Regions from separate parts of the Columba livia genome. Here region 1 is linked to region 2. A link is a contact called in public Hi-C data. All regions are on one chromosome and are shown on one strand. The core of a region is the stretch at or near the end of the contact, and the rest is flanking DNA. Distances in the headings are between cores, read along the strand shown.

What was found. Hi-C and Micro-C count contacts between places; a contact is called where the count stands out from the background.
Region 1: a Hi-C map of liver shows a contact between it and region 2, with 2.1 times the contacts expected there. The contact joins the enhancer-like site here to the promoter of KIAA1614 in region 2. A contact is called at or near these places in 2 of 2 Hi-C or Micro-C datasets (crop and liver).

Annotation. Positions count from the first base shown.
Region 1 is chr8:7,767,181-7,773,181 of bColLiv1.pat.W.v2, reverse strand. No RefSeq gene overlaps it. Among named protein-coding and RNA genes, the nearest start is that of IER5, 17 kb to the right of the region's middle. Within about 2 kb of position 4,026, at least 3 of the 3 cell types and tissues checked have an H3K27ac peak away from gene starts, as active enhancers do.
Region 2 is chr8:7,723,939-7,729,853 of bColLiv1.pat.W.v2, reverse strand. KIAA1614 (KIAA1614 ortholog) reads right to left here and starts at 1,403. Exons shown (of 10, transcript XM_065071812.1): 1 at 478-1,403. It overlaps XPR1 (xenotropic and polytropic retrovirus receptor 1), which reads right to left. Exons shown (of 15, transcript XM_065071815.1): 15 at 1,557-5,915.

The DNA.
Region 1 (6,001 bases), core at 2,777-5,276, 41 kb before region 2:
TGGGATGTGTCCAGGATAAATTGAGGGAGATGGTTCCCTGCAGGCGGGTGACCCGGGCTGAGTGCAGGAGCAGAGTTCCTGAGCAATGGGACATCACTCACTCCTGCATGGGCAGCCCAGGGGACACATGGCACTGTTAACCGTGACGCTCCCAGGTGAACCAAGATACACTGCAGTAAATTAAGGCTCAGGTGTCACCTTGGGATAGCGATGGCTTAGGGGACAGGACAGGGGCTCTGCCAGGGCAGGCAGGGTAATGCAGAGCCACCCGCTGCTGTGGCAGCTCTCTCACAGAGCCTCACACCTCCAGAAGGAACGTAGGTTGACACCATCCGCTGTCAGCCCCAGGGACTTATCCGTGCCAAGGACACAGCAATGCACAGGGGGGCTGGAGCAGAACCAGGTAGCACCAGCCCCAGAGTAAGCTCAAGTTGTCCCACCCAGTGCCACAGACCCCAGTGACAGATGCTACAGACTGGGGGGTGGGTCTTGGAGTGTCCTTAAAAGCCAAAGTCACAACAATTCCCATTTTCTAAGGCACACATTGATGGACCGGGTCAGCCCACCAGGTGCCAAGCATCTCCTAAGAGAGCCAAGAGAGCAGGTTCAGCATCTCCCTGGAAAAAAACTGAGACTCCCCACAAGCTGAAACACAGACATATAAAGCTGACGGGCAGTTCAGGGGTGCAACAGCACATTTGAGTCTTTCCCTTGTGCTCTCAGGCTGTGGCCATGGCACAGCCCTGGTGATAACTGCCCATGGTACACCAGGGGACGGTGTCCCCAGGAGAGGACTGGACTGGGTGTCCCTGGGAAGAAGCAGCATGTCACAGCAGCCAGCTTTCCCTGGCAAGCTGCTGCCGGCCTCCACGAGAGGGCTTTGCTGTACAAGGAAAGGGAACAAGCGAAGCTTATTTACAGCCTGCTTCCAGTTAGGTGGTGTCTTTTCCCCACATCATCTCAGCAGAGCTTGGCAGGCAGCAGAGGGACAGTCACCAAGGATGACACCCAAAGGCTCTGATGCTATCTGTGTGTTTGTGACAGCACTGGAAATAGTAATCTCTTTTTTTTGTTTCTTCCTGAAACCCCTCTTTCCTGAGTGAGCTGCATCCCATGCTGGCCATGGCTGGGGGGGCTGAGCCCAACTTTCCTAGGGGACCGAACCTGCCCCCAGAGCACAGACATACCCTTCAGCATTAACAAATCCACTTACAAAATGAGCTGGCCACCACATTTCAGGAGGATCCAGGCTGTCACCCGCAATTCCTCCCACCAGATCAAGAGCTTTGAAGCACAGCTGATGACGGACGGGGCAGTGCCCTTGTTCCCACGCACCCATCCCCGGAGATAAGCGCCTCTTGGGCTGCCACCGTGGGAACTCGCAGGGCAGAGGAGCAGGAGGAGGAGAGAGGAAGATGAATCTCCCCCTCCTGGCACAACCAAAGGAATTCACCCTGATTTCCATGCACACTCATGCTGGTCTTTAGGAGGAGACATGAATCATGGTGTAGAAACTTGTGGGGACAAGCTGGAGGCCACCAGCTCTGGTAAACGATAGCAGCATGTTGTACCTCACCTGCCCAGCCCTGAGCATGTGTTCTCATCAGCTCTTACAGACACAAAACCCCCTGATCTGAGCAGCTGCATTGATGCTGATGGTTTTAGGTAGAACCACCTTAGCTGGAGACCTCCCAGGAACAGGTCCCTGAACATCGACCACATCCCCAAAGCAGCAGGGTTTGGGGTAGGGCAGCTCCTTAGGTTGGGGGGTCACACTGCCACGGGCAGAGAACAGCATCACCAGTGCTCTCCAAGCACCCGTCTATGCCAGGAAAAGCCAGGAGGCGCCTTGAAAACAGTGATAGTTTTTCTCCTTTTTTTTTTTTTTTATTGCCAGCCTGTGAAGGTGACATTTTTCCAGCCCACATCCACGGCCAGGGTCACCAGGGCTTCCACTGTGAGCTGGGAGGGAAGGAGCAGGCTGTCACCAGGGGTGCAAGGAGCTGAGGTGACCTGGGACAGAACCGACCATGCCACCATGGCAGGGCTGGGATCAGAGCCTAGCTCGGTGCTGGGCTCATCGGGCGACACCTCCCGTCCCCAGGGAGGGACATGGGGACACAAGAGGTGGCTCCTTCCTCCTGCCACTTGTCAACTTGTTTATTTTTAACAGCCCTCCCTCCTGCTTAGATATGAACCCCCACACACACCCCCTGTAAAATGCCTCCTGGTGCTCTCCCAGCACCAATCAGCCCCGTGCCACCACTCTAACCCAGGGTGGCCGGTCCCTCCCCGCCTGGCCACCGACCAGGGACATCACGTCACACTCTCCTGAGCTGACGGCAAACACTCTCTCCATTGCCCTTTCCAGGGAGGGAATTTCAGCAAGCCCAGCATACATGGGGCACTGCCCGGGACAAGGTCGAGCAGGCAGTGTGTGCAGCCCCAGCCATTTGCGTACAAATTGGCTTTTTAGCACAAAATGCATCAATTCTCCCTGGGGAACCCCAGTAAGGACAAGGTGAGGAGAGAAAAAAAAAAAAAAGAAAAAAGACCCAGTTCCTTCCCCTGTCCGTCTTTCCATCTGTCCTGCCTTCCCACGGGAGCTGTGCCTTCCTCCATATGTTGCTTCTCCCAGCCTCTCCACTGTGCCAAGGGACCACAGACTCAAATATTCCCCCCAGAGCAAGCGGGGCTGCAAACATGAGTTTGGCCACCCCTGTCCAGCCTGCACCCTTGCCCTGGGGGCTGCCAACATGTTCAGGCCTGGGGCAGGGGTGAGATTGGGGTCCCGCTGTTTCACACTTGTTCCAGAGAGGTGAGGGTGATCCACTGCCCCTCACACGTCCCCCCATCCCCACAGGACTATTGCTGCTTGTTGATGTTGCGCTTGGGCTCCTGTAAAGTGCTGCCCTGGGCTGGTACTAGGTGAAAACAATACATAAATCCCTCTTGTCTTAATACTACCAGCCGCATTGCCATGGAGACATAACACTGTGCTGCTGCCATGGCTCTCCTCTGCCCGGACGTGTGAGGCAGGGATGCTCGGTACCCCCAGCACCACGCCACAGGGGCAAACCTGCCTCCTACCCCAGCTTCTGGCTCGGCGCTTTCATCGCCCCATGGTCCCACCACCCCTGGCACACCATGGGATGGAGTGAGCTGGGATGGTGAGCCCACCTGAGCTGCTCGGTGAGCAGGTTTGCAGGAATAAACCTGGGGAGCTGAGGGGGACGTGGCCAGCAGAGATTTCTTTGCCTCCTGCTGGTGAAATAGCCGCTTCATCCCCCTCTTTTCTAGTGATGCTCCGGCCACACTCTGGCTGGGATCCCCTAATCCATGACGGATGTGTGGGGGATGTCACTGCTGCCTGTGCCATGGTGCCCGCATCCCTCTGTTTACTCATGGGGGAGAACAGGGTACCCTTGGGACTCCCACAAACCAAACCTGGTTTGGTATTGGGGCTCCCACCTCTGCATCCCACTCCGGACATGCTCCCTCCTTCCTGCCTTCTCTCCCCCTTCCTGCCTTTCCCAGATTTCCGAGCCAGCCACGTCCTTCCTGCCCTTCTCAGCAGGGCCAGCGTGTCTCATCCACCCATTGACTTCTCCATTTCCCTCCCTCTTCTCCTTTTCCCGCTTTGCTTGACCCAGGGCCACAGACAGAGCCCAGAGTTTGCCAAAGCAAACAGCAGCAGGAGGAGGAGGAGGGCAGCTGAGGCCGGAGCAGGCAAAGGGCAGAGTCCAGCGGCAGACCTTGCCTTGCTGCTCTGGGGTGGGGAGGTTCCCTTTGCTTTTTAAACGCTCTGAGCTGGCTCCGTGCACCCTGGAGCTTGGCGGGCAGTGGGTGTCAGAGGCGATGCCTCGGCTGATGCCTCTCCTGAAAGCAATTTATAGCGAGGTCTTTTCCTCCCGCTCTGCTCGCTGCCAGGAAAAGCAGCAGGAAAATATTTCCCTGGGAACTGTTTTTGTTCCTTCCTCTGTGTCTGTACGCATGAAGCTCTCCTCCGCCTTGGACATGCCTCAACCTGTCCCGAGGCTCAGATTAATCCCCTGCACCACCAGGGACGACAGCTGAGGTCAGATGCTGTCAGCAGAGGCGAGGAGGAGGAGGAGGAGACCTTCCCCCTATGAAACCACACATGTTCCCAACCAGAGCAGTGAGCGTGAAAAACAGGCAGCCAAGCCTGCTTCTCCTGAGCAGGATGTCACCCTGCAACGCGGTGGCACACTGGAGCATCCCGCACTGGAGGGAGAGCTCGCTGCCGGAGGTGCCACAGCAACACAGCAGAGCCTAAAGCCTGGCTTAAAGGAAAGGCTGGGCTGAGCTGGGGTAGCTGCAGGCAGCAAATGCATCTGCAGCCAGGCAGGTCGCAGCCTGCCAGTGCCTCCAGCCGTGCAGCTGGTGGGGAAATTGGGATGGAGGGAGAGCGCATCCACCACAAAGACAGTCCTTTGGTGTGCAAAGCACTCAGAGCAAACAGGACAAGCTCAGGAGAGCTCAGCTCTAGTAAACCATGCTCTACAGCCCCTGCCCAGGCAATTTGCCTTCCTCTCCTCCTGTTTTCCCCTCTACCTCGCATGAGTGCCTGGGAAATACATGACAACTGACTATTCATCTGCACTCCAAGCCCTTCCCTCCCCCTCTCCCCAGGCTCCATCACCAATAAATCACCCCGCTGGGAGAGAGGGCCAGAGGCAACCAGAGGCACAAAACCTCAAACAGAGCTTTCCCCCCCCGCCTGCTCTCCCAAGCAGTTCTGCATTTCATTACGGCGGCCAGGCCAGCCCTCGTCCAGCTGGGGAGAAGGAGCGGGGGGGAGGCCCTACAGGGTTTGCACATCGGGAGCAGAAATCACAACCAGAAGACCAGGAGAACGGAGTTGTTTGTGCTTGTTACCGCGTCTCGGCGCTCGCCTGGCGCTGACCCTGCCTCCAGGACCTGTGCTGGCCTGGAAAAGCTCTTTTCTCTCGGGATCCCTCCGTGCCAAGGCAGCTCAGGGCATCTTCCAAGCGCTTTCTCCCCCCACCAGCCACCCCCTCGCAGTGCCAACCCCCCTTTCTGCCTCGCAAAGGCGCTTGGACGCTCCTTGGAAGAAGCCCTGGGGTTTTCTGTGAGCCTCGCCAGCGGGCGCAACCCTGCCAGCAAACTTCACCGCCTTCCCCCTCCCGCTGCGCAACCCCCCCGGGCCGGGAGCACCCTGCCCAGGCAAACACCGAGCCTGTCCCTGCCCGGGGGGAGCAGCAAGGACGAGCCCCCGCTTCTCTGCAAACACCCCACACAGCTCTCGCCTTGCCCGGCCCGCTGGGGACCTTTGAGGGGGCTCCCTCCACCCACCCTAAATATGTATTGGCAGAGCATCGCCGGCAAGCACAGTACATTGGAGACAGATGCGAGCCCCACAGCGGCGCGAGGATCCAGACGTGCCTCTCTCAGCAGCCTTCGGAGCCATCATTTAAGCAAGAAGTACTGCGCCACAGGACTTCTGCACCCCTCCCTCTCACCCAAAACTTCTTGCTCTGGGGTTTAGCACTCGGCAAATCATCCTCTCCCCACCCCAGGGCTGCTCCCGTGCCTCCCCCAGCTCCCCAGGCGGGGAGAGGCCCCCGCAGGCGCGCAGCCCCGCGGCGCTGGCCTCCCTCCCTCCCCGCAGCTCGCCGGATTCCTGAGCGCTGACACAGGATTCTGCGGCGATGAGTGCACAGAGCCTTCCTCCCCTGCCCCAGGAGAGGACGGACGGGTGGGGGTAACGCCAGGTCGCATCAGGCCAGGAGGGAGCAAGAGCATCGGGAGAGATATCCGGAGCCTCCTGCGAGCCCCGGCCCCTCGGCTCCCAGCCCTGCGGCTTCCTCCAGCCCCTGCCTGGCGCCTGTCCCGGGCCAGACGTCCGTCCATCCCTTTAAAGGCTGAGATGATTCACACCATTAACACTCCCTTATTGGCAAGAGCCAGTTTTAAATCATTCCCACTCGCCAGAAGGTATCCCCGTTGCGAGCCACGG
Region 2 (5,915 bases), core at 154-2,653:
GGTGAGGGCAGCGTCCCTCCCCAGGCCTGCTGGGGGGGCACCGCTGGGAGGTCTGTGCTGCACGAGGGGCTGGGGCTCCAGGAGGGCAAAAAGGGTGAGGAAGGTGGTCCTGCCGTGGTCAGGGTGTTTTCTCTAACAGCCTTCAGACTGGCAGCAAAGCCTCCCAGCTTTGGGCACCCTCCTGCGAGCATCACGTGTTTGCAGACGTGCAAAATGTTCCTGTTTTCCAGAGGCCAAATCCTGCCCGGACCCCCTGGCAAGGCGAGGCCAAGGGCTCCAGACCGAGCATCTTCTGGGGGAGGGTGGTGGGAGCTGAGCTTGGTGTATCCATCATCATCATTATCATCCCTAAAACCAGTGTGCAACACGCACCCCACAGAGCCACCCACATCAAAACCCCATCCCCCGTCCTCCTCCCCGCCGAGACCCCACTAAACTCGTAAGGCCGGAGCGGGGTCCTGGGTGGGCAGCACTTACCTGGAGCCACGGGGGCCGCCGTCCCCGGGGGGCAGGACGGGAGCTGCGGGGGCCATGGGCGTCCTGGCCCCACGCTGGCTGCTGCTTTAAGCCGCAGCTTTTGATTTTTGTGATTGGTTTCATAATCCCGATCAAAAGGAAATCACCAGGATTATGAAATTGTTTTAATCCTCCCGGGCTCTGGCCACACTGACCCCTGCCAGCACGAGCAGCAAGAAATCAGTTTTATCTTCTTAAAATGTCCCCTACCACCCCAGTGGCCCCACATTGTCCTCTGGCTGCTCCCAGGAAGGTTTGGGTGGAAGACGCTGGGACCCATCCTTACCTCCATGCCGTCCTGGAGAGGGATCCCGGCTCCTCTGCCGGGGCTGGGGAGGTGAAATTCGCCTGGGAGATGTTGTCCCCATCAAGCTGGGGACAAACTGCCCACTGAGGTGCCAAAGTCACGGCAGGCGGGCTCCTGCCACCAGGCAGGGAGCCGCGGGCAGGATTAAACCTCTGGGATGCAGCTGGCGTGAGCAGCACCAGGCTTAGAGTGATTTCAAGGCACCGGGCTCTCTCTTCTGGAGAAAGATTGATTGCAAGAGATGATGATTAAGAGATTTAAGAGAGTAAAATGAAAGCACAGACCCCAGACAAGTCAGGGTTGGGGCTGCTCAGCCTCAGGTCACCCCTGTGCAGGCAAGATGACACCCTGAACCAGAGACAAGTTGGAGAGAGGCAACCAAAGGCTCCCAAAGAAGGACCAAGAGCCTTCTGGTGGTCCAGCACAGTCTGTGCAGGAGGGTTCCTCCAGCATCACTTGCTGTGCGTTGGGTTTGGGCCCTCAACACCTTCCTGTGAACCCCAGGCAGGTTGGGAAACCCTCCTGCCCACGTCCTTCCTCCAAACACCTCCACCTCTTCCCAGGACACAGGTGTCCCCCACCTCCGGCCACCGGTGACAGCGCACAGCTCCCGAGGGCGCAGGAGCAGCATCCGTACAGACCAGTGGGAGCAAATCCTTCCTGGATGGATGCAGCACCAGAGGTGGGATGTGGGAAGAAAGACACACAGACCGGGGACAAAAGAGCCATCAGATCATTGGAAAACAAAGAGCTTGTAATAATGAAAAAAGGACAGATTTCGTAACCAATCACTTTTTCCTTTGAAAAACACAATCACAGTAACTTTGCTTTATACAACCACCTAGAAACTATGAAACAGTATCACATTGTGCATTATTTTTTTTTAAACCTACTTATCAAGAAGGGTATTCCACACTTCAAAAATTATATCCATTTGGGGAGGAAAGAGGAGACAGCTAATAGCGCAGTCACAGATACATCATGAGTCCAAGCAAGCGGCAATTCTTTGTCCTCACCTTTTCCACTTAGCCAAAAAAGAAGAGTGGAGAAGGGGATAGCAAAAGAGAAAGAAGGAGGAAAGAAAGAAAGAAAGCACCCACAGAGGACTAATCACACTCCATAATTACTTTTGACATCTACAGGGCTTCATAGAAAGATCATTTAGACCAACACAGCAGGGAGGGGAGAGGAAGGCGGCAGCAGGACCAGGGGGAACTTTGGCATTTCTACCCCAGGTCCCTTCCAGTCGCCGATCCTTTGCCAGGACCTACAGGATGGGGAGGTCACCACAAGTTCTACCAGGCTGCCCAATTTTCTCCTCTGGAGCAAAGAGCTTGAAATTTTGGTTTCTAGAGCTTGAGGGACCGTCAGGCCATGGGGCATCGTCCCAAGCAGGGTCGGTGCTTCTCGCTCATCGCTCCAAGGCTGTGCTGGGGCCAGGGCTGGGGCATCAGCATCTGGGTACACCAAATATCACCAGTCCTCTCCTCTCCTCTCCTCCCCCTGCAAACACCACATTTCTCTTGCAGCCAGGCTGCTGCAGCAGAGACCGAAGCCTCCGAGGGATGCGGACACCCCAGTGTAACCCCACAGCGCTGGCGGGTTGACAGCTCATTCCATGGGACAGCATCACAGAAGGGAGGCAATGTTTGATGAGGTGACAGCCACCGAGCCCAACCGTGACTGCTATAGTTACCACAGGGATTTTCCAGTATTCCCCTCAGGAGCCCCGGCCCCTCTTTCCCAAGGAGACAAAGCAATCCAATCGCCTTCTGAAATAAAAATGTAAATTAAAAAAAAAAAATTAAGGCAGAAGATCATCTTCCCCACTGCGAGTGCAAAGCAGAACGGTGGAGAAGAGGAGGGAGGACACAGGGCCAGGATGCAGCGTGTGACCAAAGTGGCTTTTGTGTTCCCAGGGGGACCCGGGTCGTGTCCCAGTCCCGGGGCACATCCCAGCGCGAAGGCCTGACGTCAGGTCCACAAACGCCCCAAAAACCTGGGGTGCATGCCAGAGTCAGGCAAGCAGCATGCGGCAGCATCCTCGCAGGGTAAGGCCAAAATCACTCGGCTGTTCAAACCGCAGGCAAAGCTCGAAGGCTTTTTGCCATGTCCCTGGCTCCTCGGGAGATCTGCAGTAAAACCCCCAGGGACTGTCATCTCCCCAGCCCGGATCGCACTCCACAAAATACTCTCTTCCTCCCCGTCAAAGATCTTCACACTGAAGGCTGCTGCCGGCCATTCCCTCTTGCCCTGCAGACCATCAGCTTAGGACAAACGGCAAAGACACCGACTGAAGGAGGAGGAACAGGAGTGGGCACCTGCAGTATACAGCACAGCCCTCCCCAGGCTGGGGGACCCGGCATTGCTGGTGACAAGGTCCCAAAGCCACCCAGCGAATGCCAACTAGCAAATAAACCCTGGATGCTGCAAATCCAAACCCCCTGCAACCCCAAAAAACCCTGGAAGAGCAGGAAGGATGGAAAGCAGCAGGGACATCAGCATGAAGCAAGTTCAAAGGGAATCTCCAGAAGTCACCGGCCACACTGTGGCATCTCCTCTGCATCTCCATCTGCAAAGGTTCCTGCCAGCCAAAAGCGGCTTCCATGCCATCCTGAGCCAAACGCAGCCACAACCTCTGCACTGACTCGCAAGAAGAGGGGAGAGCTCAGCACCCGAAAGCTTCACAGCAGGCAGAGCACAGACCTGTCTGAGCTTCCACTTTCCATCCAGCTACATCCCAGCAGCTAAAACGCTGGATTAAAGAAAAATAAAAACTCTTTTTAACTCTGCTCTCCTCCCTCCAGGAGTGTTTCCAAACACCCCTTAGCAAAACCTGCTCACAGAAGGAAGCCACCCCAGGCCACTCGTAAGGAGGGATGGGGTCATTTTCTCTCATCATTTTCTCTCACCATCTGCTCGGCTTCGTTAGGTCTCCCCTTTATTGGCCAGATGTTCTCAGAGATGCGGAGCCATCCCAGATTTAGTGCTCGCTCTCAGGAGAAATCTGCACGTCTGATTTCTCAGAAATCTCAGGGAGGGAGGGAGGGAACATGCAGATACAGGACTGGGGAGCTGGGAGCCTCCAAAAGCCTCCAGGAATTCAGGCTCCTTTCCTCCTAGAGAGCATCTTCACTGCCAAAAGGGACGATGTTTTATTTTAGGAGATAACATTTGCTAGCTGTAGCATGTCACCACCCTTTTTCTTATTTCTCCTGCGAGCAAAGACAGAAAAAGGGAAGGGAGAACGCAGAGCAAGGAGCAGAGCAGATGGACAGACTGAATTCTTGTTTCCCCATGGGCTTTGATAAACTACAGAATAGGCATTTAATTACTTGTGACTTGACCCTCCCCACCAGGTTGGGAAGCAGACGGTTGGATGGCGCAGGTGGGACACAGCCCACCCAAACCATGCCCTGCTCTCCCCATCCCTTCCAAATGTCTCTCTGTATTTTTCCCTTCCCTCTAAAAGGATGAATTACCAGTAAACTCTGCTTCTTTTTGTAAAGAACCACCTGTTCAAGGAACAGCACTGGTTTATTTTGGATTGCCCTCCTGAAGGTCTGGCTTCTCTCCTCTCCCACCGCTCTTGTTGGAAACACCTACGCGAGGTCTGGAAATGTCAACAACCGCTGCAACGCAAGTTCGGAAACGGAAATATTTTAATGGGCTTTATATCTCAGGCTCCGCTTCCATGTGAACGGGAACCTTCTGTTTAAGCAAGAACGAAAGACCTAAAGGGGTTAAAGATGGGAAAACAGGCTCCAAAGGGGTGATGCACCACAACTCCTGCTAGTCCAGAGCCCTCCCCGCCAGAGCAGATGGACACAGGAGCTGCGAGAAGCACCACATCACACACAAGCTCCTCCACCACCCACACACGGAGGCATCTCCCTGCAGGTCCCTTTATAAGCCAAGAGCACGTCATAGAAATGCAGGTGGTTACAGGTTTGCAGCGCTGCCCTCAGCCTGGCACGGGTCCGCCGCCGCCTAATCAAATCCAAATTAAACTCAGAGAATTAGGTTTCCTTCTTCAGCTCCTCTGGGCAAGAGGCACAGCAGGCAAACTGAGAAAAATGCAACGTACCGGTTGTGTAAGAAACCATGCTATTAGCTAATGATAAAACAAAAATAACCACCCGACAGCAGCTGAGCAGGGATTCCTGCAATTCCATCATGCAAACTAGGGTGCCGGGATTGCGCCCAACAGAGGGTTTTGCCAAACAAGAAGCCGGGAGGAGACCTGTTTTTGAATTTCACCTTCGGTGAAATTCAAAAACAGGTCTCCTCCCGGCTTCTTGTTGGCACAACACCATCTTTTCCATGCTCCCCGACAGCTCTCCAATGCACAACCGCTCCCAAAATCCCATCCCTGCGCAACTGCTCATGGAATCCATCACCTCCTCGCCCCGTCCCGCTCCACTTCTGCAGGAGAACACCAGGAAATGTCCCTGCTCGCTACAGGGGTGCCCTCACGCCATCTATTAAGGCTTTGAAAAATGTTGTTTTTTGATCCGGAGAACGCAGTTCTGAAGCCTTAGTTCGCCTAGTTTTTGCACTGTTGGTAGGACCCAACTTCTTTCAAAAGGGCCTTTAGGATCGTCTGCACGGAAAGTTGGCATCGAACAGAAAGAGAAACTTTGGTTTAAAATAAAACAGAAAAGAAAGAAAGAGAGAAAAGGTAAACAGAGGTGCAAGATGTCTCACGCGAGGGGTATTCGCAGGGCATCACCCCACAACCCTGGAGATCCAGATGTACATTCCTGGCTTTGTTTTACCGTTTACAACCGTGATTGCACAGGACTCAAAATCACTCTCATATGGTTGTTAAGTTTCATAAATAATGTGAAAACTATATGCAACAGATACATCATATTTTCCAAAAAATTATAAGAAAAGTTACATCAAATTAAAAAGTAGCTTCATGAATGAAGATACTGCTCTAAGTGCACTTTCCCTGCAAGTGCAGCCAGTGCCTCAGCGCTGGATATGAAGAAAAAAAAACCCAAAACAAAACCAAAAACATCAGGTTTAAAAACTTAAGTCCGGTTTCAACCAGTCAAAACCGGGCCAAGCAGAAACCGAAGGTGCT